2 separate regions of the Sus scrofa genome follow, and region 1 is linked to region 2. The links are chromatin contacts, called in public Hi-C maps. All regions are on one chromosome and are shown on one strand. Each heading gives the region's core, a stretch centred on a gene start, on an enhancer-like site or on the middle of the called end of the contact. The rest is flanking DNA. Distances are from core to core; before and after follow the strand shown. Region 1 holds the start of POC1A (POC1 centriolar protein homolog A). Region 2 holds the start of TEX264 (testis-expressed protein 264).

The links. Hi-C and Micro-C count contacts between places; a contact is called where the count stands out from the background.
Region 1: a Hi-C map of liver shows a contact between it and region 2, with 6 times the contacts expected there. The contact joins the promoter of POC1A here to the promoter of TEX264 in region 2. A contact is called at or near these places in 1 of 47 Hi-C or Micro-C datasets (liver) and 1 of 2 datasets of contacts at active chromatin or transcription factors (alveolar macrophages).

The regions. Positions count from the first base shown.
Region 1 is chr13:34,306,704-34,309,403 of Sscrofa11.1, forward strand. It overlaps POC1A (POC1 centriolar protein homolog A), which reads right to left and starts at 1,393. Exons shown (of 11, transcript XM_021068878.1): 1 at 998-1,393.
Region 2 is chr13:33,891,255-33,893,954 of Sscrofa11.1, forward strand. It overlaps TEX264 (testis-expressed protein 264), which reads left to right and starts at 1,303. Exons shown (of 5, transcript XM_021068863.1): 1 at 1,303-1,532.

The sequences.
Region 1 (2,700 bases), core at 143-2,642, 420 kb after region 2:
AGACCAAAAAAAAAAGAATCAGAAACCTCAAAGAAACATCTTGGAGGCACCAGGGAGCCCAGCAAACCTACTCCTGAGCCAGAGCAAGGCCACTGCCACTCCAAAAAGCTGTAACCAGAACAAAGGCTCCCATGGCCCCATGCCCAGCTCCACCCCAACACACCTGCCAGAATCCTTTCAACAAGAGAGGGAAAAGCACAACAGGTGGGCCCAGAACAGAGCAGTAACTGCTCCACCTGAGCTTCTTGGAAAAACAAAGGTAACATAGTGCCCATCTCTAGAGGCAAGTTCAGATCCACCCTTAACCAGGGGACCCATGAAATCTTCCAACACCCTCTCTTCCATTCCTGCAACTTGCTGGTTCCTCGTCTCCCCCAAAGGGGTTTATATTTTGGGGTAGGGGAAAGAACATCAAATTAGGGTTCAAAAGGCCTGGTTCCTAAGGAAGCCAACAGGCCACCATCCAGCCACCTTGACTCTCAACCCAAGCCAGAGGACCAAGCAGGTTGAGGTTCAAAACAACCTCTCAAAAACAGGGGCTTCGGAGTGCTCCCCTCTGGCCTCCGAGAGGGCATCCTGGTTCAAGTTACACCGCAGGCCTAGGCCGTCCTGGGCATCCTGGGGCCTGCTGTTCCCACACGTCGTAACAGGGTGCACCCTCAACAAGCCCCCATTCAGCTACCCACTGCTCAGGAAAACAAGACTGAAGCCACACAGGCCCGGCGCTGATCCCAGGTCAGACGTCCCAGTCGGGCAGTACTAATGTCTCCTCCGCGGAGATACAAATCCTAAGAATAGAGACTGGTTCGTTAGCCCTGGCAACCGGCACAGGGCCTGGCTCGCAGGAGGCGTTCGCTAGATGCCCCGACCCATCGCACCCTGCACAGACTGTAAACTAGGGCAGGAGAGGACCGCACGGAGCCCTGCGCCCGGCCAGGCGCCCACTGTCCTCGTGGGGAGACTAAGGCCCGGGCGGCAGCCGCTGGCAGGAACTTACCGGGTAGGGCGATGCCATGGCGGGGCTGGGAGCGCCCAAGGCGCCGGAGGAAGCAGCGGCTGCCGTTGAGGCGCGTTCAGTTTCCGCGCCCCCAACCGCCGCCAATAGCAACGCGGGTCGCTTGGCCCCGCCCCGCCCACCGCAATTAAAGGAGACTGGGCGCCTCGGCTTTTTGCACCCGGGACCGGAAGGAGAGTTGACCGAGTCCACTGTCTCCGCGTCCAGCACCACCAAGCCAGGCAGCCTACGGACGGCGTCGCTAAAGGCCTGTGTCCACCGTCGCTCATTCCCCCTGAGAAATTAAAAAGCCCAGGATGAAGTGTTCGCCCCGCCGACGGGTAGTCCGGTTAAGGCTAAGGCGAACACAGCCTTCTGGGAAATGCAGTTCCTCGATTCCCGCATCCTCCTGTCGGGAGGAAGGTGGGACTACATTTCCCAAGATGCCCTAAGGCCTGATTAACCAACGAAAGAGAACCTTTTAGGATCCCGGAGATGGAGGTACTTGGCTCATTGTATCTGCGTCCTTTTTTTTTTTTTTCTTTTTTTTTTCCCGTGGGCGCGGCGCCTGGCACTTGGAAGTTTTTGGGCCAGGGATAGAACAAGGCCACAACAGCGACCCAAGCCGCTGCAGTGTCTACGCAGGATCCTTAACCCTCTGCCGCAAGAGAGCGCCGTGTCTGTGTCCTCTTAAAGCGCTCGGATGGCCGGCTTTTCTCTCAGTACCCCATTTACAGCCAGTTATTCACTCTTTGGGAATTCTTTAAGTGGTTCACTCCTCTGAACGCGCTTAAAACAAGTGTCGATTTAAAAGAACACAAATCGAGTTCCCCCGTGGCGCAGTGGAAACGAATCCGACTAGGAACCATGCATGGGGTTGTGGGGTCGATCCCTGGCCTTGCTCAGTGGGTTAAGGATCTGGCTTTGCCCTGAGCTGTGGTATGGGCTCCAGATGCTGCTCGCTTCCTATGTCTGTGGCTGAGGTGTAGGCCGGCAGCTGTAGCTCCTATTAAACCCCCCAGCCTGGGAACATCCATATGATGCAAATGCGGCCCTAAGGAACAAAAAATAAAAATAAAAGAACACAAATAACTCGGAATCACATCCATGGAGTGGAGAGGCCTGGGTTCTATTCCCAGTTCTTGCCTTGATTGGCTGTATGACCTCAGGAAAAATAACACTGCTCCGAGGCCCTGTTTCCACATTAGTAATATAGGAAAGGGTGAAGGCAGCCTGGCTCTCTCTTCTCCTGAGAAGCCTCTTGTAAACTACATGTAAATTATGTGTGTGTTTAAAAGAGGAGACAATCCAGAGGTCTGGCCACCAGAGGCCATCCTTGCTCACTTTTCTGCTGTCCCTCCACCTTTCTTCTATCCTGCCTAACTCTGGGCATCTTCCCAACCTGGATCTGATCTGAACTGGACATTTTTGCAAGATTTGGGATCCTTCCATCACCTACCCAGGCTAGATTGGCTACTAAGATCTGGCCAGGCCCTTAGGTTTCTCACTACATACTGAGACCTAAGATGATGTCCCTGAACCAGCAAACCAGAGCCCCGTTGAGTGAACTCAGAGACTGGCAGTGGAGGGACCTAGCATGTAGAGGGGTGAGCCTCTTCTTTGGACCTGGAAGGTCTAGGGCCAGACACAAGAAATAGATACATTTAATCCATCTTCACTGTAATTTGGCTTAAAATTGGTTCCTG
Region 2 (2,700 bases), core at 53-2,552:
CATGATGCAGATGGCTAGGTGGTCAGCTCTGCTCAGACTTGATACAAGGGGGAGAGCAAAGTGCCTGGGCTATTGCCTGGTGGCTAGCAGAGGCCATGCAGGGGTCCTCCCAAGCGGGCGGGAGGTGGCAGTGCTTGTTGGCAGCTGCCTGAAATAAAGCCTGGGAGGCCACTGGCCTACAGCCCCAGTCACAGGCCAGCTATTTTAACACTACAGAGGTGCTAAAGCTCCTAAGGCACATTTAGAACTCGGATGTGAGGCTATGGAGTTCCCTAACCAAGCTAAAGGAAGTAAGCAGAGAACCAGATGAGGAAAGGGTATGGGAGTTCCTGTCGTGACTCAGCAGTTAACGAACCTGACTAGTATCCATGAGGACATGAGTTCAATCCCTGGCCTCCCTCAGTGGGTTAAGGATCCGGCGTTGCTGTGGCTGTGGTGTAGGCTGGCAGCTGTAGTTTTGATTTGACCCCTAGCCTGGGAACCTCCACATGCCATGGGTGCGGCCCTAAAAAAAGAAGGAAAAAAAAATTTGGAAAGAGTAGCTCCAGACAACAGTTTCCTGGATGAAGCTGATCATCTTCAGCTTCTGAGAAGCAGAGGCTGTCTGTCTCTGAAAGCACTGGCCCGTCCTTGTCTCAGGGAATGACACAAGTGCATAGTTCACTTGCCTGAAGCACCTAAAGGATTTGGTCATGTTCCTGATATTCATCAGCAAAACAGCTGCCAAACCTCCAGCCCAGCTCTGAGTGCCTCTGAGGGGTCAGCTACCCATTCTTCTGGTTGGTCTAGAACCCTATGGATGAAGTTCAATTTTCCCTGCCTATGGAGAGAATAATGTGAAGCAGAAGGAAAGGCAACCAGCTACAACTGCCGCTTTGTGGCCAGTCTGTCCTTGGCTAGTACAGTAGGGGGATCCATAAAAAGAAGATTCACCTCCCAAACATCAATCCTCCGTGTGAGGAGCACCAAGGTAGCTTTTGGCCCATACCATCTTGTGGCGAAACTTATGAGCATAGTTGCCCCCTCCCCCACTCTTTCTACTGCAAGATCGGCCTCTCAGGAGGGCGAGATTTTATGTTTGGGGCCCTAAGAGAGTGCTTTGTTGTTTGTTGATCCTCAGTAATACAAGCTGAAGATTGAACCTGTCTTCAAGGAACAAACAATTGACTTGGGGGTTACCTAGAATGTGTTAAACTGGAACAGCAGACTAGCCTCGCCCAGCCGCGTCTAGGGCACTGAGGGAGGAGCGTGGAAGGCGGGCGTCCCCCAGTTGGTTCCAGGAAGGCGGGGCCTTGGTTTTGTTCACTTGGCGTCCTCAGACCTTAGCAAGGAGCCGTGCTTCATAAACGCTGGATGGGTGAATGATCACCCCCCCAACTCCCTCTTCCCCGCCTCCTCCTCACCCCCCTAAAAATCCCAGAGCACAGGGATGGACCGCTGGAGGCAGGAAGCTGATATTTGCGTTGTCTGGAGATTCCCTAAGCCTCAGATGTGAGACGGGAGCAAGTGGACCTGCCTTGCTCGGTTCCCAGGTCTGTTGCGAAGCCTCAGTGAGAGAAAATGGCAGTAATTAGGGTGGTACGAATGCCAGACTTCTACTGCCATGCTGCGCTTCCCAAACTAATTCAAACGGTCCTCTGAGGTGCCATTTTTTGGGACCAGACTGGCTCTCTACCACGGGCCTCTAGGCCGACTTACCCCCTTCACTGCTAGGGTCGGACAGTCGTGGTGCTCTCCACAACCCAGAAGCTAAGGGGCTGTTGACTTCATCCTCTGCAACCCAGTAGTTTGTGGGAAGCAGGAAGGTACCTGGTGGGCTCGGCTCCTAACGGCCACAGGCCAAGGCGCGTGTTTGTCGCCACGGATACGGGTGCGGCAGGCCTCCGCCCTTTGGGTCCCGCACGCACGCGCCCACGGCCACGTTCTGCCTCGAGAGGGGGCGGAGCGAGCGTGCGCGGCGGGCGCGCAGGCTCCGCGACGCAGCCCCGAGCCGCGTGCGCGAATCGGCTTCCGAGGCTGGGGGCCGCTGAGGTGAGGGCCGGGCGGGGGAGGTATCCCCGCCCGGGCGGCCCCACGCGCGCCCAGGGCCTGGCACCTCCGCCTGGGCGCGAGCTCAGGGCCTTCCGTGTCCCCACCGTGATCCTTGCGGCCCAGCATTTCTTTGCATCTCGTCTCTCCCACAGCTGGCCCTGGTCGGGTCCAAGGGCCCAAACGCGACCTTGGATCAGCCTACTATCCCCGGCTGCTCTCCATCTTAGCTTCGGGTGCAGGGCAGGCCCAGAGGCTGGGGAGCTGGGGGCGGGCGAGGGGGTAGGGGGCTCGATGACGAAGGCCAGAACCGCGCTTTAACTCCGCCCCCTTCTCCCTAGGCTGCGGCTCACCGCGGCGTTGTAAACTTTAGCTTCCTATAAGTTGCGGAGGTGCCTGGGGCCTCCAGAAGTTGTGGCTGAAAAGAAGAGGGCTGGGTAAATAGGTGAGGCGAGGGTGAGCGGGGTCTGGAAGCCCAGAGTAAAGAGTGGACGCGACGACCCTTCCACCCCGCGAGGCCTCTCGGACCCCAAGTATTCCTGCTCCCGGCAGACACCGAAGTTTTGCCTGCGGCGGGCCCTTTAAGGACCGGGCCGACAGCCACGGCGTTCGTGAGCGACCTCAGGAAGCCAACGCTGGCAGCCCTCCCAGACGCTTACCTAGTGCCTCCTG